Linked DNA regions of Mus musculus: all the other regions are linked to region 2. The links are chromatin contacts, called in public Hi-C, HiChIP or PLAC-seq and Micro-C maps. All regions are on one chromosome and are shown on one strand. Each heading gives the region's core, a stretch centred on a gene start, on an enhancer-like site or on the middle of the called end of the contact. The rest is flanking DNA. Distances are from core to core; before and after follow the strand shown.

Evidence for each region. Hi-C and Micro-C count contacts between places; a contact is called where the count stands out from the background. HiChIP or PLAC-seq counts read pairs in DNA pulled down with a chosen protein or histone mark.
Region 1: a Micro-C map of embryonic stem cells shows a contact between it and region 2, with 6 times the contacts expected there. The contact joins the promoter of Ptpre here to the promoter of Insyn2a in region 2. A contact is called at or near these places in 5 of 39 promoter capture datasets (embryonic stem cells, frontonasal cranial neural crest, hippocampal neurons and 2 more) and 1 of 484 Hi-C or Micro-C datasets (embryonic stem cells).
Region 3: a contact with region 2 is called in a Hi-C map of cerebral cortex, with 3 times the contacts expected there. The contact joins the enhancer-like site here to the promoter of Insyn2a in region 2. A contact is called at or near these places in 1 of 484 Hi-C or Micro-C datasets (cerebral cortex) and 3 of 115 datasets of contacts at active chromatin or transcription factors (embryonic forebrain, embryonic hindbrain and forebrain).
Region 4: a contact with region 2 is called in an H3K4me3 HiChIP or PLAC-seq map of embryonic forebrain, with 8 times the contacts expected there. The contact joins the promoter of Adam12 here to the promoter of Insyn2a in region 2. A contact is called at or near these places in 7 of 39 promoter capture datasets (the C10 cell line, embryonic stem cells, hippocampal neurons and 4 more), 4 of 484 Hi-C or Micro-C datasets (cerebellar granule neurons, cerebral cortex and cortical neurons), 5 of 115 datasets of contacts at active chromatin or transcription factors (embryonic basal ganglia, embryonic forebrain, embryonic hindbrain and 2 more) and 1 of 9 other capture datasets (liver).
Region 5: a contact with region 2 is called in a Hi-C map of cortical neurons, with 3 times the contacts expected there. The contact joins the enhancer-like site here to the promoter of Insyn2a in region 2. A contact is called at or near these places in 1 of 39 promoter capture datasets (embryonic stem cells), 1 of 484 Hi-C or Micro-C datasets (cortical neurons), 2 of 115 datasets of contacts at active chromatin or transcription factors (astrocytes and embryonic stem cells) and 1 of 9 other capture datasets (embryonic stem cells).

Annotation. Positions count from the first base shown.
Region 1 is chr7:135,536,025-135,540,400 of GRCm38.p6, reverse strand. Ptpre (protein tyrosine phosphatase, receptor type, E) reads right to left here and starts at 2,577. Exons shown (of 21, transcript NM_011212.3): 1 at 2,285-2,577.
Region 2 is chr7:134,937,015-134,941,329 of GRCm38.p6, reverse strand. It overlaps Insyn2a (inhibitory synaptic factor 2A), which reads left to right and starts at 2,900. Exons shown (of 4, transcript NM_001143802.1): 1 at 2,900-3,618. All of the region lies in intron 27 of Dock1 (dedicator of cytokinesis 1), which reads right to left.
Region 3 is chr7:134,378,400-134,383,128 of GRCm38.p6, reverse strand. It overlaps a transcript of D7Ertd443e not described here. Among named protein-coding and RNA genes, the nearest start is that of D7Ertd443e, 16 kb to the right of the region's middle. Within about 2 kb of position 1,543, at least 35 of the 459 cell types and tissues checked have an H3K27ac peak or open chromatin away from gene starts, as enhancers often do. A contact at or near this core is called in cerebral cortex, where this site is marked.
Region 4 is chr7:134,222,903-134,227,465 of GRCm38.p6, reverse strand. Adam12 (a disintegrin and metallopeptidase domain 12 (meltrin alpha)) reads left to right here and starts at 2,369. Exons shown (of 23, transcript NM_007400.2): 1 at 2,369-2,679. The coding sequence starts at 2,589.
Region 5 is chr7:134,023,694-134,028,184 of GRCm38.p6, reverse strand. All of the region lies in intron 3 of Adam12 (a disintegrin and metallopeptidase domain 12 (meltrin alpha)), which reads left to right. Gm39103 (a long non-coding RNA gene) reads right to left here. Exons shown (of 3, transcript XR_870012.2): 2 at 1,873-2,022. Among named protein-coding and RNA genes, the nearest start is that of Gm39103, 3.2 kb to the right of the region's middle. Within about 2 kb of position 1,769, at least 95 of the 459 cell types and tissues checked have an H3K27ac peak or open chromatin away from gene starts, as enhancers often do. A contact at or near this core is called in cortical neurons, where this site is marked.

The DNA.
Region 1 (4,376 bases), core at 1,328-3,827, 600 kb before region 2:
CATGATCCAGTACACTTCAATATACATTGCAACAGACATCTGTGGAAAGCACAGAAGCTCTTTCACACAAACACACATGCTCCAGAGAGCCCTACACATAAGCACACATGTTCCAGAGAGCCTTACATATAAGCACACATGTTCCAGAGAGGCCTACTTCATCACCAGTTTCTCCACCCAACAGCAGCCAGCAAGAAACTACTTCCAAGCGCTGAGCTCACAGTCCTGTCCTAACCTAAGCCCCTGTTCAGCATCCCTTTTAGATGCAGAAAGGAGGCTAGTGCATTCGGAAGGGTGAAGAAAGCATTGAGAGAAGTTAGGTGAGTGTGTGGAGTCGGGGGCAATGAAGGCACACCTTTGATTTGGGACATGTTGGCGGTAAGGTTGTTGCCCTGGAAGAAAATACCAGGTGCACTGCAGAACATGCCTCAGCCTACCAATTTGTCTCTGACTAGCAGGGGCGTGGTTTCAATAAATGTCCTCAGAGATGGAGCCGTGAGGATCAATGAGGGACAACCAGGCTCAGAAGCACAACTTGACAACTGTAATGGCCTTTCCCACACCTCCCTGCGCTTCCTCGGGGTGAAAGGATTTGTGAGCAGGAATGCCTAGGGCTGAGGAGATCACTCCCAGGATAGTTTCAAGGGCAGAGTTTCAAGTCCTCCTCCAGGCCATCTCTGAAGTGGCAGGACTGCTGACCCAGGAGCTCTGCTGGGCCAACTTTGCCTCCACAGCAGAGACAAATGTGTTTCCAGGCTGGGAACCAATGGCCAGCCTTGTTCTAACCTTGTGACCAGACAGGGGCTCCAGGAAGCATTCAAGGACAACAACTCCCTTACTGAAACTTCAGGGCTGATTTGCCTGAGAGGTCCTGGATTATCAGATCCAGCTTGCCCAATGACCTGGCCTTTCAGGAAGACAAACAATGCTACCAACTTCCGAACCAGAAAACTGTTGGGTTGTGTTGATGATGATCCACAGGCAACATTGATCCCAAGAAACTAGGACCTGGGCCCAAACCTGGCATTCAGGAGACAGAAACCCTCTCCCTGACAATGTGGACCCCACCTTTTAGGCTAACCAACACCTGGCCTTTTGTTTCCCCAGGACCTTGAACTTGCACTGAGAGACCCAGCCTTTTGTCCATGTCCTGAAAGCTGAGGGACCTTGGCAGCCACCAGCAACCTACTGTTTCATGCCCCCTTTGGCTTAGTCCCTCAGCTTTGGAAAAACATTCCCACCCCCATTTCCCAGCTCCACTTTAACTAAGCATAGGTTTTTACATTGTAGGAAAATAAATGCATAAACATTGTTGCAAAGGTGTCCAGGCACCTTGGGTCACGAGGCACTTAGGTGCAAGGACATTAGTGACTAGGCAAGAGACACAATCATTTCTAGAACACATGAGCACCCTTTGCTGGTCTTCCTTCAAACTCTCCGACACAGTCAAGGCTCCATTTTCTTCCTGTAGTTGCTGAGGTTCCAACACTTACAGAGTCGTTATAAATCAATATAAACCTACAGGCATCACACTCTAACCTCTCTAGAACAATACTTCATGACTGAAAGGAATTTAGGTCAGATCCAGTCCCTAGTCCTCAGGCTTGGCTCTACCTCATCACCCTGTGGGTCTCCAAGCCTTCCCCAGATGGTCCCAGGAAGCACCAAGATGGGTACCGCTGGCCTTTGGCTTCAGGACCTCCTCAGGTCCCCCTACGGACTGCAATTCGTGGCGTCATACCTGAGCTACCTGCCAGGTTCCACCTTGACCCTGAATCCCCAACTGACGCCTGCCGGGGAAGGCTCCCGGCCCTAGACCGGGCGCCAGCATCCCCGCAGCGCCCCCGCTGCGCCGGGAGTTGGCGCAACTCGAGTCACTTTCTGGAAAAGCTCCAGTCTTAAGCCCTGCGTGCGCAGCCCCCAACACACCGGTTGGAACCCACTCCCGTTTCCACTGCGTTCACACACATCCCCAGGTTGTTGTCCTCTTCCTACAGTCGCCACCCACAGACACACGCCCTCTGTGTAGCTATTCACCGAGAGAGCTGCCTAGGTGGTAGCCAAGTTCGGACCGCGTCTCGAGCAGGTAGCTGGGGTCGCAGGGTCTACAGTCGCTAGCATCCTGTACACTAGGAGGATGGCAAGGACCTGGCTCGGACGCAGCTCCCGTACAACGACCCGTTTCTCCCTGGCAGTGGCCCAGGATATCCCGGTCTGCTCAATGTGCACGGGGAGCACGGCCATCTCCGGACGTACTGCCACCCACCCTCACCGCGCCACTCACCTCCCAGGGACCGGTGCTGTAGCCCCGATCGCTCCGCCGCGGCGACTCCGCATCTCCCGGGCGCCCGCCCGACGCGCTCCGCTCCGGGGCGTCCGCTGTCCCCGCCGGCGCGAGGGAGGGTCGTGGGGACGCGCGTAGGCAGTGAGGTACCTGCGCCGCCGGTGACTTCTCTCGCAGCCCGCAGTCCGTAGCCCGTAGCCTGTAGCCCGCAGCCCGTAGCCCGCAGCCGGCAGCCCTCAGCCCTACAGGAGAGCAGGAAATCTGTCTGGCCCGGTCCGGCCGCCTCCAGCTCTGGGCTAGGGCTCCGGCTCCGGCTCCAGCTCCAGCTCCGCGGCGGGGGCGGGGCCGTGGAGCTGCGAGGGGCGACGGCGACGCCTGGTGCCTGGCTCTGGGAGCGCACCGCGGGCGCTCACCCTCCTGGAGCTTTGGCCTTTACACTGGGAGGATGCAGGAACATGCCCTCTCTCCTGGCACTCTGACTGGACACTCTATCAGGGAGGATCCTAAAAGGTGATGGCACTCAGACGAGCCATAGAGAAAACTCAACGTCCCTTCTATTTAGCCTTAGCTCTGGACACCACAAAGTAGTGTGGCACTTAAGGTTTCGCAACTGGTAAAGCAGGGCTGGGACCCGTGGTAACAGCCCTGCTTCAGAGAAGTCGGCAGAGCTGAGAAATGTTAGACACTCCCTCCCAGAAAAAGAGTGTGCGGGCGCCCCATGGTGGGTGCTGGGGGTATACAATTAGTAAGAAATGTCTGGCAAAATTAAACACACATGGAGCAGAGCGCAGTACAGGGACCAGATCTGCTGCTCTGGGGAATTATTTCATAGTGGTTTAGTTTGGACTATAAACGAAGTCCAGCTTGACACAACCTAGAATTGAGACTCATGGGGAAATCATCTAGATCAGGTTGGGCTTCAGACATGCCCATTGGAGGTTGTTTGGATTGTTAATTGATAAAGGGAATCTCATTCCACTGTGGGCAGCACCATTCCCTAAGACCGGGGTCCTGAACAGTATAAGGGAGAAGGCTAAATGGCATTGGGCACGCAAGGGTGGGTTTAATCCATTTGCTCTTGACTTTGTAGGTGATGTCTGAAGTTTCCTTCTGGACTTCCCTGAAATAGTGAACTGTAGCTTGAAGTTGTGAATCAAAGAAATCCTCTCTTCCAGAGTTTACTCCCCCCCCCCCCGATATTTTTTCTCAGCAACAGAAATAAAACATCCTGACTGGAAGGCAGAAAGCACAACAAAGCCATGGTGTCTATCTTGGTTCTGAACCTGTTTGGTTGGGCCAGGGCATAGCCTCATGGGGATGCTGTTTCTGTGTTGGGGACCTTGCTTGCAGAGCTTATAAATGAAGGAGGGAATAAGTAAATGAATGGCAAGAAAGGCATGCGTGGGATATTACCTCACCCTTCAGTTTACTGCTGTTAGAGCTGCAGAGCCAAGCTGACTTATAAGGTGACAGTTTCAAAGGGCCATCAGTCAACTCCTAAGTTGGCTGGAGCCTGTACTGGACAGAGCTGTAGACTGGAAGCCTGAAGAACTGTGGAACCCTCCAGAATGCTAAGAATGCTCTTCCTTGCCCATGTTCCAGGACCCAAGCTCAGGTCTTCCTTCTCTGCCCCACGCACCTCTGTCTCTGAAGACCTGAATTGGGAAATTGGGTCTTCTTCCTTTCCTGCCTCACTCACCCCTGCTTCCGGGGGCTTCTCCAGAGCTGTAACACCTTTCACGTGCACATCATTCAGAAGCATTCGGCCTTCCAGACACCAACCAGCAAGCTCAGTTCTTCAGGCACCTCCTGCCAGTCTAGCCCCAGCTCTTGCTCTTGCTTTCTGGGCCTTGACTCTGCCTCTGTGCATCTTGAATAAAGTTCCTTCTCTTCCTCGCTGTGCTTGCCTCTCCTCTGACAGCACTGTCCTCTGATCTCAGACATCCCTCACCCCCAAGTAAACCTGACTGCAGTGATGCTGTGCCCAACTTCCCCAGTGACTCCTGAGCCCTTGCTTATCTAATGCAGCCATGGATCCTTTTTCTCAGTGCTCTAGAAAAGCTACTTCCTGCCTTGGTCCCGCCCCCTTTGC
Region 2 (4,315 bases), core at 1,651-4,150:
ACCTAATTGATTCCTAAAATGAGTCTACTTTCTTTTTTTCTGGGGAAGCTGAACATAAGGACTCATTATAAACCCTTAATATATACATCTGTTCTGTCCACACAGAAACTATGATGCAAAGAGCATCTGTGGGCAGCAAGAAGGCCACAACTCCTCCCCCCACACAGCCCCGAACACAAGGCTTGCTTGACGGTTCTGAGCACGCTGATGCTCATGGAACAGTCCTCCCTAGTCAAATGACACACACTCTCAGCAATATCTCAATTTGTGATGGCAGACTTAGTGATGCAGTAGGTAAATGCAGTCATACATTTTACAATAGCAGGAGGTACACCAATGGCTCGCTTATTACTGCAACAGAATTCATGAGACTTCTTTAAGCAACTTAAAGAGGAAGGATTGTTGGGGTGTGGCCTAGAGGTATTAGTTCATCAAGGTAGGGAAGGTAGGAGCGACATGACAGTAGATGTACTCAGCTGGGACTTCTCGAACCTCTGGTAGGGAATGGGATGTGGGATCCAACTAGAACCCTCAAGGACTAACCTGATACCCTGACCCCTGCAACCTACTTCCTCCAGATAAGCTCCACTTTCCAAAGCTCCCACAACTTCTTCAAGCATCATCATCAGATGGGGCCCAAGTGAGCCTGTACAGAGGCATCTTAAATCCAAAGCAGGATAACAATAGACCTAGCAACAGCTGAAGTTACTGGGCAGCTGGAGAACTCAGAGCAACCACGGCTCAGCTAGAACATCTTCCAACCTGCCGGCCATAGCATGCCATCATTGCCTCCTCTAGGTAGCCATTGCGGGGATCATCACTGACACTGTCTCTAGAGACACCTAACCAGCTCACAGCGCCGCTTGTGGCTGAGCTCTGGCCTCCTCTGCACACTTTTCTGTCTATCTGATTTTACTCATGGATCCCAAAGCCAAACCTTCTATTCTCAATGGTGCCACTCCCACATTGCCTGGCAGATGTGCAGTGACATACTTAAGAAATAGGAAAAGGGGTTTCTAATCTTATGGATTTACAATAAGGTAAGATTTACAGAAAGTTTTCTGGACAGAATTCCCAAAGATGTAAGAGCACACCTGGGGAAGGGGGCAGCGGGAGGCATGTCAGGCAGGAAGTCTTGCCATCTGCTGTTACACAGTCCCATCCTACACAGCCCTCTGGCTTCTAGCTGGGTAGCAGAGTCTATTCACCCTTGCAGACTGTCCTAGTCAGAGTTACTGTTGCTGTGACGAAGTGCCATGAGCAAAGGCAACTTGAAGAGTAAAGGGTTTAATTCAATCATAGTTCCAAATCACTCTTCATCATTCAAAGCAGTGAGGGCAGGAACCTAAGCAGGGCAGGAGCCTGGAGGCAGGAGCTAATACAGAGACCATGCAGGGTCCTCCTTACTGGCTTGCTCCTCATGGCTTACTCAACCTACTTTCTTACAGAACCCAGGACCGCCAGCCCAGGGATGGCAGCACCCACGATGGGCTGGGCCCTCCCCCATCAATTGCTAATTAAGAAAATGCCTTTCAGCTGGGTCTTATGGGTGCATTTTCTCAATTGAGGTTCCTTCCTCTCAGATAACTCCAATTTGAATCAAGTTGACATAAAAGCAGCCGGCACACAGGCCCTTTCCCCAGCCAGATCCCAGCCGCCTCCAGGCCTAAAGACATAAATGGGCTGGCAATCAGAATTGGGAGAATCTGGGTCCTAAGGGGCATTTTAAAGAGTGGGAGGGACAGAGTCTGGGTTCCTCAGGCTTGGTGCTCTCTCCATGCAAAGGGAAGATATTTTAGAATGACCTCCTCCTGAAACGTGTGGACACATCATCCTACATAGACAATGCAGTATCTTACAGAAAGCCCTTTGAAAGAGCTGAAAGTATATATAAAACAGAGAGCTGGGCTCTATCAGCCCACTGTATGAGGATAGAGCAATGGAGTGGCCTGGAATACTAAGATGGGATACAGGGATAAAAGGATACATAGAAACAAACCAGAGCCTGTCTTCTGTCTGAAAGGTGTGCTTGTAGGGGTGGGTGATTAAGAGCATTTCCCATCTGAATCCCAGTTCATTGGCCAAAGCTTACCACCATGTTATCGGTGGGGGCTACTTTCCAGTATGTCTCAGGTAGGGCTGGGAGACCTGTATGCAAGAATACTTAGTCCCAGTGTCTGCTCCTCAGCCCTGCTAGGCATCGGGGAAGACCCTGAACCTGCATCAGAGAGCTCACAAGACTCTGGTGGAGTTTGGGGTATATGCTGGGAATTGTCCTCTGTTCATGCTAAAGAAATCTCTTTTCCGAGTTTATTTAACTCTGATCAAAACAAACACAATCTCCCACTGCCTCTCTAGGGGGGTGAGGGGCAGAGGGACTAGGAGGTCCAGATGAGGAACAGTGGAGATGCCTGCTCTGACATGTCCACAAATTATCAGGATGCAACAGAGCTGATAGGCAGGCAGACACTCTCTACTTTGTCCCTAGGCCAATAAACAGGTCTGCGTTTCAAATCCTTATTTGAGGGACAGACTCCTGGTTGGTTACAAACGTAAAAAAATGCAAGAGAAACCTTCATCCCTAGTCTCTCCAAAGACACATCTGCAGGTGAGGGGGCGGGCGCCTTGCCCAGATGTCCACTCCCATCTAGGGTATTAACTACCCAGCAGGGGTAGGCTGGTTGACACCACAGAAAGCCATCAAGCAGGGTTTCCTATAGACAGCCCCACTCCTGAAGAAGAAATCAATAGGGTCCCCGTGCCTGCCTGAGGTGGCTCCTAGGTAGACTCAACAAGTTCCAGGGGCCCCGCAGCGCCGCCTGCAGCTCAGAAACCCTAGGAATGTGGCTGAGGAGCTCCGCGCACAGGCAGCAGCCAGCGGCTGCTTCCAGCACCTCCTCCTTCTCCTCCTCCTCCTCTTGCCCGCGATCCGTCTCTGGCTGGAGGGGCTCCTTCACGCGCCCGGCCCCCGCCCCACGCACGCGGCCTGGCCCGCCCCCGCCCCACCCCCGCCCCACGGGCCCCGGGGCTCCGCCCGCCTCGGTGGCAGGCGAGCGCACAGGCGACTGGCGCGCAGCTCCCGGTGCCCTCTCTTCAGTCCTCTGGCCGCTCGGCTGCATAGAGTAGCCGGGACCTGGTGCCTCGGCCAGGACTCCCCTCCCGCTCCCTCCCCGTCTCCGCCCCCTCCTCCCGGCCCCGGCTCCCGGATCTCGCCGAAGACAATTGCAGTAAATGAGGACATCTGAGGAGCACGGAGCCGGGTGGCTGTGGCTGGCTCCGCCGCGCCGCGATCGGGCGAGCGCGCGGGCGTCCCCGGAGCCGGCCGAACCACTGCCTCCCCGTGCGCGTCGCTGAGCAGGAGCCGAAGGGACTCGAGCTGCGGCGCGGGGGCCGGCCGGGCCGGGCGGGCCGGGCCCGTGGCAGTGGAGGGGGCGGGCGGCGGGCACGCAGCTGGCCAAGTCTCCGGAGCCGAGCCTCCTTCAGCGCGAGCCCGGAGATCCTTGCCGTGGATGCTCTGCCCCGAGTGCTCCGTGCCGCGCCAGGCTTGCCAGGGTCCGCGGCAAGACATGCCCGAGCCAGGCGCTGCACCGACCTCCACTTATCAGTAAGCAGCCAAAGGTAAGCAGAGCCCAGCATGCCCTCCTCCTGCACCCCAAGCCCTCTGTACTTGACCGCTGGCAGATGGGCGCAGACCCTGGCTCTTGCGCACGCAATAGCCCCTAAACTGGCTTCGCCTAGGTCCGGGACGGCGGGTGTAGCCCAGTGTAGACCCGGTGGCGGGCAGCGGCGAAGGTGGGGGGCGAGGTTACGCAACTGCATCTGGCAGGACCTAGTCGCCCAGGGGCATCTGGCAACTTTGGCTACAGTCTTGGAGGAGCGGGAATATGATGTCTATTCTAGACAAACGCCACAGCCTTGTGAGCACAGGACATCCTTGGCCAGGCAGAACTGGGCGGGAGGGGGTTGGGGGCTCTGGGGACGACCATCTCCCTGGAACGTTCGAGGTTTTGAAAGTATTATCCAAACTAAAGCGAACTGCCAAGTACAGTACAGCTGATTAACTTCAGGGAGATGGGGGGAATAAGTCTGAGCAGAGGGGCCCTGCCGCCTGCTGTTGAGCAAAGACCGAAGCAGGAGAGAAGGCAAAAAATGCCCACGTGAAATGTTGGTCTCTTCTCTTGGTTACGGGTATAGGCACCTTCTCTGAGCTGGGGTCTGCACCCCGCTGAGCTTCCGAGTGCACATGCCTGACCTGCACAATCGTGGGAAACCAACCGATGCTGCGGATCCTAGGGAGCTAGTGAGGGCAGGAAAG
Region 3 (4,729 bases), core at 294-2,793, 560 kb after region 2:
GTGTTCTCTTTCCCACATACATTCACAAATCAGATTGTCAATTTATGGACCAAATATAGAATTATATAAGTTAATCTGGGCAGAGTGAATTTACAGCAGTTCCCTTTGCATCTGGGAACGTGTCACACCTCCTCTGTTTGGTTTTTCTTTCATTTCCTCTGGTATGATTTTACCACACTTTAAATATAGGTCGTGCGTATTTCACTTCAGATGTGTTTCCAGATAGGCTGGCTTTTTGTTGCTAGTGTTAATTTGTTTTCTCCTGGTATTTCCTTGTTGAATGCTGCTGTTCTTCACAGTTATTGTCCCTTGTAGATTGGTTTGACTCTAGGTCAATGAGTCCTACTTTCTTTTTAAATTTTTATTTATTTTTTAATGTATGCATATGTGTGTCTAAACCGACATATGTGTGGGTGCCTTGTAGAGACCATAGCAGGGTATCAGATCTTCTGGATTTGGAGTTTCAGGCACTTGAGGATTCCTGAGTTGGGAATTGAACTCAGGTCCTATGAAAGAGCTGCAAGCTCCCTTAGCTGCTGCGCATCTTTCTAGCCCATCTCTCACTCTCTGATCTCACAATGCTGGCAGGTCCTGTGGTCTTACTTCCCCGATTTTTACATCTTGTTTGGCTCTTCATGATTTACTACACCGAGTCTCATTATTTATAATGAGTTCTCCCCAAATCCATAAGTCATATAATACACTTAGCAAAGTACTTGCTAAGACCTTTAGAATATGTTGCTTTTAGAAATGTTGTCTATTTTCATAGAAAGCACCAGAAAAAGCATTATTTATTTTGCTTCTTTTCCCTCAGAGTTTAATGTTTAGCTATTTTGTGAGTATTCTAGTTATGGGATGGATTGATCTCTATACTATTTAGCCTGTGTGAGTAGAAGAGAAGAAAACCGTAAGATGTGTGTATTTATTGACTTTTAAATAAGAATTTTAAATAAGAGCAGTAGCTGGAGGTGACTGCTTTGAATGAAACCTTTGTCCTGCCATGAAGTATGACTGAAGAGGCTCCCGTGAGCAATTAAGAATCCCTACATAGTACACACACACACACACACACACACACACACACACACACACACGCCCCTACTTACACCAATATCAGCCTTTCCACTACAGAACAGACCTGGCAGAGATTTGCTATTCTATTCATGACAGGTCTATTTTCCCTGCTAGATGCACTATTCCTAACTAGAATAGGATTTCTGAGAATTCCAATGTGAAAAGCCTTTCCCAAGTGCTCCAAAACGCCGTCAGAGTTCCCTCGTACTGTTCTACTCAGTGTCTGGACTGTGGGGGCCTCCTCCAGCCTCGTGCTCCCTGCAACCCTGGAGGTTTAATCAACTTCAAAGCTACTTTAGCTCCAGGCTCAGTTTCCTGTAGCCAAGAGTCTCTTGCCCATCAGCAAGGACCAGCTTCTGGCAGTGACTCAGCTGGCACGGTGCCTCCCACCATCATGTTAAATGTTTCATAATGCTTTGGCTTTGGGGCTTCCCCACACAGTTAGCAGATGGCTTTGCTTTTGGTTACTCTGAAGGGAAACTCCTTCAAGTCTAGAATAAGCAGAGGCCAGAGGCAAGGCTCCCAGTATGGACTTCCAGATATATAGCTACTTGGGTTAAAATCTCACCCTTCCCCTTGGGGGCCAGAGGGGGCGCTAGATCCATTTGTTTGCTTCTCTGAGCCACAGCTCCCAGAAATGTCAAATAGTTAAATGAGAAAAGGAGATGAGGACCTGTGACCACAGGTGCCAAGTGTACACTTCTCAGAGAGGCTGTGACAAACTGCCACAGCAGCAAGGAGGCTGAGACAGACTCGGACAAACTCACACCTGGAACCTCCGGATACCCACGATTGAGGTGATGGCAAGGTGGGTTCATTCCCAAGTCCAGAAACTTGCCTCAGGCTTCCTCCAGCTTCTGGTGGCTTTTAAGTGATCGTTGGGGTCTCTTGTCTTATAGAAACAACACCATGTCTCTACGCATGCCATTTTGTTTTGGAGGTAGAGTTTTTTTGTTATTTTTGTTTGGTTGGTTTTGTTTTTTGAGACAGGGTTTCTCTGTGTAGCCCTGGCTCTCCTGGAACTTACTCTGTAGACAAGGCTGGCTTTGAACTCAGAAATTCGCCTGCCTTTGCCTCCCAAGTGCTGGGATTAAAGGCATGAGCTGCCATAGAGTCTTATGTATCCCAGGCTGGCCTCCAACTCATTAAATAGGCAAGAATGATTTTTAATAAGCCCAAACTTTCTGATCACCCTTCCTCTGTCTTCTGAGTGTTGGATTATGGGTGTGTGCCACCACGCCCAGATTATACATTGCTAGGGATCAAACTGAGGGCTCTGGGCTAGACAACAGCTCTACCAACCGAGCTACGTGTCCAGCCCCTTCTGCCTGCACCTCTGCTTGACACTTTCCATGTGTGTGTTTCTGCCTCTAGTTTCCCATTTACACACTAGTCAGATTTGATTAGAAACCACCCTGACCCAAGACCTCATTTTAACGTGATTATATCTTTAAAGGTCCTCTCCCCACATGGGGTCACAATTTGACATGCTGGGGTTAGTATTTGAACACAGGGATTTTGAGGGAACATGGTTCAACCCACAACAACATTCAATAAACATGATCAAGGGTGATGTTTTTTTCTTTTCCAGTAACACGCCAAACCCTGGGGAATCAAGTCCAGATGAAAGAGAGCAATCTGTGCTGGGGGAGAAATCAAAGAACTGTAAGACAAGAAGGAGTTTGCATCTGTTGAGCCAAGCCATAGGGAAACTTGAAAACAGTGGGGTATCTGAGGCTCTAAATCTTGCAGGAGAACGGCCTGTGAAGCTAGGATCAGAGGCCTCTGGGTGCGTGCGTACATGTGCACCACAGGGCTGACACGTGGGGAGGTTCTTTACTCTGGTCACTGCCATCAGAAGCTCCATCTGTGGAAGATATTCTGTTTTCATGGGCCATAGAGTTGGGGCTGAGGGGTTTTCCAGGTTGCTAAGCAACGACATTCTCGTTCCCTGGTATGTGCCCCTCTCCCCCAAACATCTCTCCTTAGGTAAAGGCTACCTTGGGACCACTGATGACAATTTACAACTTCTTTTGCACATGTGCTATCAGCTCTAGAAAGTCTTCTCAGCGGATGGGCTGACGCTTGTCAGGCCTTGGCTGTTTTCCTCATTGAACTGTGCTAGTGGATCCAGGAGACTTGACTTGGGGTCCTCAGGAGAAGTGGCCCTTGAGGATCTGTGTGCTGCACGGCGTTAAGTGTGATATCAAGCCATCCTCCGTTTTAACTTTCAAATTCCATGTGCAAGTGATAAAAAAGCAATTACCTGTTATCTGGGTGAGGAGAGAAGATAAGCCCGACCTTGCTTTCAGGCCTCTGGAGTTTTACCTTCCTGTGTTTGTTTAATCTCAGGTGTACCTGTGGTTCTAGGCCTGGCCAAGAGAAGGGTAGGATTGCCTAATTCATCCCTCAGAGGCCCTATGTTTTGGGAGAAACACAAAGACCTTGAGCAACCACCCCTGAGCCTCTGAGCCTCTGAGCCTGGCCCATCCGCTAACCTGTGGGATTTTCAGGGGACTTAAAGTGGGTGACTTTATTTATTTATTTATTTTTTTAAAATCAGAGTCAGACAGGGTTGTGAATGACTCAAGAATACTCTGCTTGGTGAACACACAGCTGTGGCTTCACTCCCTGGTCTGAGGTGTTGGTCTCAAGTTGAGAGAACTGGATGAAGGCGTTTTGTTTGTACGAGGCCCCATAGCCTGGTGGGGGCTGTGCTCTCATTTGGAAACACGAGGTCTGGCTTCAATTCCTTTCTCTGAGTTTGAGCTTCCATTTCTAAATTTGATTGAGTTTAAGCCTCGATTTGTTTGTTTTGCTTTCTTCTTGAGACAGTTTCACTGTCAAGCAAAAGCTGGGCTGGAACTTGATCTTTATAGATCAGGCTAACCTCACCCAGCCTCTGCCTCTCCAGTCCTGAGATTGGAGGTTTACATCTGATATTTCCCGTTGGTTTTTCAGGTGTTTTGCTATTTGTTGGTTAGTTTTGAGATAATCTCATGTAGTGCACACTGACTTCCACGGTTGCTATGTAGCCAAGGATAACCTTGAACTCCTGCTCCTCCTGGCTCCAGCTCTACGTTCTGTACTTTGTAGACCGCAATACCTCACTCCTTCTCTTTAAAATGAGGTCCTACAGAAGTAAGGATTAAGGAGAGGGTAGTGCAGGCCAGCTGCTTTACAATGCTTACACACTCAGAGCATCCAGAGGGGGTCTGAGAGTTAAGTGTGGCTGGCCAGTGAGTATTCTTCTGTGCTGTGTGGTGTTGAGGAAGACTCTCTCTCCATCCGCCTGCACCCACATCTAGAGGAGCAATGTCTGCATCTATGAATAGAAGAGATTATGTCCGGACTGAGGAGGGCCCTGCACAGTGCTCACTGCAGAACCCTCTGGGAAATGGGCAATGTACACAGGTTAGGCACTTCTATTGACTATGGTCTTCCATAGATTTTTGTGGCTTTTTACAGAGCTGGAGCAAACCAAGGGCTCAAGCTCCATTGTTCTGCTCCATCGTTTCATGCTCATGGATCCACAGTGCCTGGCTCAGCTTGGTCCTGAGTAAGAGCAGCCACAGGCAAGGATTGGCGCACTAGCGCCTCTTGTGGCAGGTATTCAAGGACAGCCCTGGTTTGAATAGGCTTTATGGGTTTATAG
Region 4 (4,563 bases), core at 1,120-3,619, 710 kb after region 2:
TAACAGCTGTGTCCATCCTAAAGCTATTCTGTCCTGGCGGCCTCAAAGGAAATCTTTCCCAAGTCTTTTGCTTTGCATCCCTCATACATCTCAGCAGTCTTGGAATTAACTAAGCTCAGAACTCTCTAAGCCTATCCCTCTGGACCTCTCTCAGCAGAGCCAGGATGCAAAATCCCCATCATCTTTGCTGAGCACCCTGGGGGAGGGAGCAGGTGGGTGGGAAGACCCTTCACCAAGGCCTCAGTGTTCAGTTCTTCCTAAGAGACTTAGCAGACTCTAAGAGGGAAGGTTGCATTTCAGGGTCAAAGACACACTGCTCCTAAGGCAGGTCTGAGGCTGGACTCTTCACTGTGTGGGTGTAAGAAAGCCACTTGGCTCCTCTGTGTGCTGTTTTGTTTGTTTGTTTGTTTGTTTGTTTGTTTTGTCTGCACATTAAAGTGAAGTGATGTTGGTGACCCTTTATCACAGATCACATGAAATCCATATGTCTGGATTGTTCTCTAAGACTGAAAAGCCTGCCAGTTGTGGGTGGTGGCACACACAGTTAGCCTTAGCATTTGGAAAGCAGAAGTAGGCACATTCCGGTGAGTTCGAGGCCAGTGTAGTCTACATAGTGAGTTCTAGAACAGCTGTGGGGCTATATAGAGAGGCCCTGACCAGAACAGAAAAACAACAATAACAACAATAACAATAACAAAGAGCCTTTGAAGGTGAGAGACATTTCTTTACAGCTTCATTTCCCAAGTCCCTAATGTAACATTGCTAATTCTGATTGCGTAAATACCAGGACACACAAGGGTGGCTATGGATGACTGGGCTGATTTCAAAGGATGCCTGCTCTGACTTGAATATGAGGCCTCTCACTTTTAAGGTCCTATGTCATTTTTGAAGTGAGAGACTACTGCAGACCACTGCTGGTGAGAGGCAGCTGGAGAGTAAGGCTACTTTCCAGCGAGGTGGTCAGGAACACAGCCTTCCCCAACCCGACTCTCCTCATACTGTAGATCTGACCCAGAACAGGGGAAGCTGTAGGACCAGAACAGAATCTCTGTGGTTGGCCCGACCCCCAGCTGCAGTGTAATCAACTAAGGCTTTGAAAACTGCCAGGCCCAAGATGGGTTCTGGTTCACTGGCCAGGATGGGTGTGGCATCCCCTTGAGCCCTTACAAGTTCTAAGAAGTTCCCATGTTAGGGACCACAGTGGCCATTATTCTCCAGATGTCTGTCTGTCTGTCTGTCTGTCTGTCTGTCTGTCTGTCGCCTGCTGCTTCTCACTTGGTTCTCAGGAACACAAAGAGTCCGATTAGGAATATGTCAGGCCAATGAGAAGGCGGGGAAGGGTACAACTATAACCCTGAGGTGAGGCCTTCCATCCCTTTACTGGGGCTAGCCTAGCTGTGTTCCCGAAGAACAGCTCACTCTGAAGATGTAGGAGGCTGCCTGGCAATTGGCATTTTCTCTCCCCGTCAGGCTTTGCCCACTATCTTGGTTTTTTGTTGAGGCAGAATCTCACTTGGTAGCTCAGGTTGAACCAGACAGGGTGTAGCCCCTTGTTGGCCTCAAACTTGCAGTAACCCTCTTGTCTCAGCCCACCAAATGTTAGGATGAAGGGCATGCATCACCAAGTCCGGCTGCAATTTGCATCTCTAACCAGCCAAGCCAGGTGCCCCTTAAGATCAGTGAAGTTTGGAACGTATCTGGACCTTTTCCTGGGTCTAGATAACTGAAAGGAAACTTTGGCCAATCTATCAGCATCAAAACCAGAGCACCACAGCGAAAACGCTGTGCCCGAGTGCCTGCTACTGTAAATTCAATCTTATTTCTGAGGTGTGAGGTACTGGTTTGGCGGTTTGGAACGTCCAGCCACAGGCTGCCTGGCTGTGCACCATATACCAGACCTGTTCCTCGCGTCCCGCCGGTTCCCAGCTAGCCAGCAGCTAGCAGCCCAGTCATCCTTTCCAGCCTCAGTCTGGAAAGCTGGACCCCGGCGCCGCGTGTGCTCTTGGCTGCCGGCGCCCCGGGCCCCGCGGCCACATCATCCTGAGGCTGGGAAGTGTGCGTTCTCGCGCCTTTGCGCCACACAGCTGGTCTACGCGGCGGCTCGCACAAGGGGTCTGAGGGTATCCTGCATCCAGCCACCCCCGGGAGTGGATAGGACCCAGGCTGTCGGGGACCCCGGAGCGGTCTCTAGGACCCGCGGGACGCCGCAGGAAGGCGGGGTGCGGGGGAGACGCTAATTTGTTCCGTGGTAATGAGAACGGCGACTGCTGGCCGCGGATCCATTGCACAGGCCCGCCCTCAGATCGCTGGTCCCCGGCGCCAACTCGGACAGGCTGCTCATTTATTGCAACGGTCAAGGGCGGCTCGTGCCAGAGTAGCGCGCGCGCGCACGCACACACACGGGGAGGGGAGAAAGTTTTTTTTTGAAAAAATGAAAGGCTAGACTCGCTGCTCAGCGACCCGGGCGCTGCGCGAGGGGGTCGCGGCAGACTCAGGGCAGTAGGACTTCCCCCAGCTCGGCGCCCGCGTGGGATGCTGCAGCGCTGGCCGCGGGGCCCCCGAAGCAGCTGCACGCCAGGCCGGCGACAATGGCAGAGCGCCCGGCGCGGCGCGCGCCCCCCGCCCGCGCCCTCCTGCTGGCCCTGGCTGGGGCCCTGCTGGCGCCCCGTGCAGCCCGAGGTAAGTCACCCGCACAGGCGGCTGCCTGCGCGTCCTCTCCCCGCCACCTCGCTACAAGTCAGGGTCTCCGCGAGTGCCACAGCCACAGGGAGAGCAAACGCACCCAGGGCGCATCTGAGGACCCCCCTGGCTCGCGCTCCCAGAGCCTTGACACTGGTCCCCCGCCAGGTGCTCACTCCGGGGGTTGGGTTGGGGTGGCACGGGAGAAGAAGACGCTTTGCTTGGGGGCCTTGAGGCAGCTAATGTCTGAATGAAATGTCTTGGAGTGACATTTGCTCCTAAGGCTCACAGTGTCTTGACAGTTACACGTGTCTCCTGGGAGGGTGTGCGTGGGGTCGTTTTCCTGATCCAGTGGGGTAGTGAGTTCCTTCACCCAGCTTCGGAGTCAACTCCCCACGAGGTTTCCTTTCCACCCCCGCTCTGACACAGCTGGGGGATGCAGAGGACGCCCCCCGCGGCCTCCCATCACAGGTGTACCTGCAGCGCTCTTTACTTTTTTTTGTTTCAATTGACTTCGTGGCCCTTAGCGATTTCTGGCTTCACTCGCTAATTGTCAGTAAGGATCAAACTTTAACAGAACTCATTCCCCTTTCTTGCTCATCCTTGGTAAGTAAGGGCTTACACCAAGACCTCGTGTAGCGCGAGTACCCACTCCAGAGTTAAACAAAAGTGCATACATTAAAGGAGTTTTTATAGACTTGTATTTTCCTGAGTTGAATCTTCTTAAAGCCCGGGCACCTGTGGATCCTGTTTGTATAATGAGAACTCACAGCAGGTGCCTTTTTAAAATTCGGGAGCTTCCCTAGTCACCCTTGCTGCCGGCCCCTTTTGCCGCTAGGGGCGCTGTTCACCAATGAATGATTCACCTTGGCCTCCAACTCTTATTTCTGTGATTCTAGGTATCAGGCATTTAGCTAGCCCCCCATCATCAACTGTTTCCAACACGAAACATTTCATTTCTCAACTGTCACTGTTATCCTCGACCCCCAGCCTGTCTACCATAATGTAACCAAATTCTAGCTCCCATAAATACCTACACAGCAATAAAGACCAACTTGGCGAATTGGTGATTAAATTAAACAATTGTACATATCAACCATCAGCGAAAAGGGCAACAACGCTGACGACTATTTAGAAAACTCTGGGACCTGCAGGTGAAAACCGCAGTCAAAGGTGTTTTTGAGAGGGTTTGGTACAAACGGTTTCCTTTGAAGGTTGAACAGCAAATGTACTTAGAAACATGTAAACTCAGTTTCAAAGTATGTCTGAATTGGCCTTGAACTTGGCATGTGCTCCACACACACAAACAGAAGTCCAAGCACAGCTGATATTTTTTAGAGGCAAATGTTTATTAAATAAAGCTAATAGTGGGGAGTTATTTCATCGGGAGGGAGGCTGCAGCCTCGGCAGACAGAGCCTTGCCTCAGGATGGGGCAGACATCTTCAGCCCAGCAGTAGGGCCAACACACTTGCAATGGTTTAAGGACTGTGGTTTAATATTCCAAGTTCATGGTGTGTTTACACTTAAGAGTCTCAGAATCAACTCTCAGTCCGTTCCCCAAGTCCTGTCGTTGAGGATGTTTGAAAATGCAAACACATGAAGCATTTATTCATGTTGGCAGACGAAAGGAATCATTACTTGTCGAGGGCTGAGCATATCCTGAGTTTGACCGTAGCCTCGTTCATTACCCCGAGCTCCAGCGCAGCTAAGCACAAACACATCCAAAACAGAGTCCCGGATCCCAACTACCGCACTCACAGCAGTCTTCCCTGCTGCAGGGATGATGTCTGATGCTTCCTCCGGATGCCTCATGCTGACACTTCATCCCTGAGGCTCCCGTGTATTCCCATCTCCCTAGCTCCTTCTGCTTTAGTGCATATTCC
Region 5 (4,491 bases), core at 520-3,019, 910 kb after region 2:
GCCTGTTTGTTTGTGTGTTTATATGGTTTGTTTTCTGGCCAACATCCATCTGGACAAGGAAACTCTTATTCTAGGGTCAGTACATGGAGTAAGCACCCCCACACACCCACACATCCACCCAGGATATTTTGGGGATGCGGCAGTAGGAAAGGTTACAAGGAAAAGAAATTTGGAGCTGGGAGATAGCTTATTAGGTAAAGTGCTTACTGCATAGCCATAAGGACCTGCTGTATTCAGATCTCCGAGTCCTGAGTAAAAAATGTAATGGTGTGGATCTGTGTATCTGTAGCTCTGGCAGCTGATAAAATGAACCCAGGAGATCATAATCTGTGAACAGTAAATTAGGAAGGAGATTAAGCCTCCTGTTTCCACACACATCTACCCAGGCACATGAGTATACACACACACACACACACACACACACACACACACACTGCCTCTATTTCCAGCTTTTTATAAAGATGTTCCCAGGGTTAGAATGTTAAGTACAGCACACGACTCCAGAGACATCGCAAATAAAAGAAATTACTGTGTGAATCAAATGTGGACCAACTCCCCCTCCCCCCCCTTCCACAGCTTTTAACTGATTTTATGGTTTGAGGCCATGTTGCCTATTGCAGATTTCAATTTCTCACAGCCCTAGAAAACATGGCCATATAGTAAGTTGTCTAACTGACCCCATACAGCCATTAGTATTGGCCTTTTCTACACACAACGAGAGGGCCATAGAACATTCCAGAACACTGTTCTGACTGCACTACTTACGTTCTAGTAGAGAATTAGCTGATAGGATTAGCTACACTTCCATGTTAACCTACAGGACTGGAAGTGAATGCAAACTGGAGGCGCTGGGGGAGGGTGTTCCTTCCATAGCCCATCTAGCAGAGGGAGGCAAGTCAAAGGCCCACTGTGGGAATAATTGATCGTGGGAGCCTTTATCCTGGAAAGAGACCCTACCACGGCCCATTGTTACTGGCCTGGCTTTGGATGGTTCTTCCCCTGGGCTCTAAGCCACATGAGGCCTAAATGCAAAGCTTTGTTCAAGACAGAAAAGAGAAGAAACCGAGAGATTAGCCCAGTCCTTGGAGGTCAATTACAGAAAGGAAGATACACCGGGCTTGAAGATTACAAGTACTCCCTGTAGCTTCTTTAGAGCAAGGAAGACAGAATAGCCCTCCCCAGGAAGACAGAACCCAGCAAGCAGACCTCAGGTGGGATTTATTGTTTTGTTCTACAGTTTTATATTTAATATCCTTTTGTTGTCCCGGAGACACGGACTTCCCTTTTGTAAGTTCTCCTGCAGGCAGCGGTGCATGCTGGCTGCTGGCAGACACAGGGGTTTTCCTAGGATGTCCCAACTCAACTGAGCAGGAAAGCGTGTGTGCCCCACTGATGAGAGCTCTGCACACTCAGGTTCATAGTCAGGGGCCCCGTCTCAGGAAGGGAGGAAACCATCTATTCAAACTGCAGAGGCATTTCTTGGTGGCCTCTGCAAGAGCCCATGAGCAGTTCTGTGGGCTGGTTTAGAAATCTCTAGGATGGAACGGGTGGGGGGGGGGTCCTTTTCTGTCTTGTATCACTCCCTGGCAACGATATCATGGAAATTTGCAGAGCAGAACTCACTTTGAGCAAGCAGAAAGGAACAAATTTGATCTAACACACATTCTGTGAGCTTGGTTCAATGTAGGTCAGTGTCTAAGAGAGCCCAGCTGGCCAGCCTGCACGTCTGCCTGGGAGCTGGCTGGCTGGCTTCCGCCTAGGCCAAGAAACTCCCCCTCAGCCCCGAGCACCAATTAATAAAAGATCCTCTTCATGCAGTGCCGGTGAGGAGAGCGGGCTGAACTGCTTCCAGATTACTGGGAAAAAGCTTACCCAATTGGCGGACCTGAGTGCTCTCCAAGGGTAGCTGGTATGTGGAAGGAACACGTATACCAGACACGCTCGTTCTGAAGCTCAAGGCTGTGTATCCAAGGATTAGAAGGTGTTTGAGCTCCACGCCAGCCAGAGTTACATGATGAGACTCTGTCGCCAAACAAACAAACAAAAGAAGTCAGTTTGATGGTTCCTAACAATTTGCTAAATGTTTCATTAATGCTAGCAATTTAGAAACATTTCCTTGAAGATATCTATAAATATATATATATACATACATATATATATACACACACATATATATACACACATATATATCATATATACATACACATATGTTATATATACGTGTGTGTGTGTGTGTGTGTGTGTATAGTTCTGTATGAACTAAATACCAAATGATAGAATTTTTAAGGGTGAGAGTATCTTATCTCCTCAGGATTTTTGTTGATGTTGATAGCTACTGACTTTAGAGTAATGATAACTTCTACTCCTTCCTCAAACCAGGAAAGCAGTAACAATACAATTACTGTTAATATTATCTGTTACTGTATTTGATATATCTTTCTTATTCTTCATTGTTGTGTGTGTGTGTGTGTGTGTGTGTATGGCATTTGTACATGTTTGTATATCTGTACATATAAGCAGATGCTCCTGTATGTGTGTGTACACATGCATATGGAGGCCACATATCAGTGTCTTCCTCTATCAATCTCTGACTCATTTTTAGGACGGCATCCCTCACTGAACCTGGAGCTCACTGGTTGGCTAGGCTGGCTGTTGGTGAGATCTGGGAATCTCCCTGTCTCCTCCCCCAACCCTGCAATGCCATGCCATGATATTCAGCTTTTACAGAGATGCTGGGGACCCAGGTCCTTCCTCATGCCTGTGTGTCAGCCAGCCACGTCCTCTACTGTGTCTTCTTCGCACTTGCTGGCCTTGCACATGAGATCCGCCTCCCCCTCCTCCCCAGGCTATCTTAAAGCCTAGGTCCCCAGCTGCTAGTGAGCATTTGGGAGATTGTGAAGGCTTGAGGAGGTAAGGCCTGGTTGGAGGGAGTAGATAGTTGAAGACAGGTCTCTAGGGGGATGTTGGCTCTGCTCATCCATTCTCCTTTCTCTCTGACATGAAGACTCTCCCCAACCCCACATGCCTAATAACATTGTACCATTTTGTCCAATAAAATGGGCATGTGTCCAGGGAGTAACATACTGAATTAAACATGTAAGGTCTTATCCGACCCAGGTTTGACTACAGAAACTATGAGGTATTCTATAAATACCAGTGCATGAACTCTTCGAAACCATGAGCCAACATAACCCCTACCTCCTTCAGCTGTCTGTGGGGACTTTAGTCACAGCCATGCAGCAGTAACTAACACACAGCTCACTCAACACACATCTACGGAGCACACACTAACTTGGAAGCACTAGTGTAAGAACCGAGGGGAGAGACAGCCTTTGCCCTGATGGGACTGTACACCTCAGACAAACCCCTGAGCAACTAAGGATCACGCAGGGCCCAGAAGATGGGCAAATAGGAGATGCAGGGTGAGAAAGAAGAGGCAGGAAGGTCACTCTGACACAAGAAGAGGACACTTGTGGAGCTAGGGTTACTGAACGGCCATGGAGAGGAAGAAAGAAGTGCACTGCAGATTCAGACAAGGAGGACACAGGCTTTAGGGAACCAAATGGACCCACAAGGCTCAGCAGAGAGAGAAAGCAAAATGGCCTGGCCATCCACAATAGTCTGGCAGAAGCGGTGTGCACTGTATGCAGGAGAATTCCTTTAAAATATCACCATGGCTTCATAAGATGAGGAGAGAGGACCAGAATGGTACCAAAACAAGTGTGGGACTGTGTTAGACTCCTCTAGCACTTAAATGAGAGAAAGAGTGTGCTGGAACAGAAGATGGGGGATGGGGGGGGTACTGAGGAGAGCTACAGGCTAGTGAGCCATAATTACTCCAGTTTTGTTGGGGCTGAACAGATGGCTCAACAGTTAAGAGCAGGTACTGGTCTTACAATAAGACCTGGGTTTGACTCACAGAACACCAAAGTATGCAATTCAGGACAGGCTGTGTTTCCAGCTCTAGAAATTCAGAAATCTAATGCCCTCTTCTGGCCTCAGAGAGAGAGAGAGACAGAGAGAGAGACAGAGACAGAGAGACAGAGACAGAGACAGAGAGGGAGACGGAGAGAGTGTTTTGCATGTACATAATTAAAAATAATAGTTCCCTTTGTAAATGTACAATGTAGCCAAGAGTGTTTTTAAATGTTTTGAAATATCAAACCTTCGAAAGCAGACACTGCCACCTCTGCTACAAATAAGAACACACCAGCATGGGGAAAGGCCTTGTTCCCAAGGTCACAGAAAAAGAAGCAGAGCCAGGCTGCTCTGTGTGTTTATTTATGACCTATTTTTTTTTTTTTTTGTCTTCCCATGTAAATTGTTATCCCTCAGCACTGTTCCCTCCCAGATACTCACAGAAACCCTTTGGGAACTGAAAGCTAGCCTCATAAGTGACGAGAGACGTCAGAGTGACCCTAGTCCTCTCCGACAGCGCCAGACAGCCTGAAGAGACATATTCCTCAGCTCTAACTCTCCTGCATGTTAGTT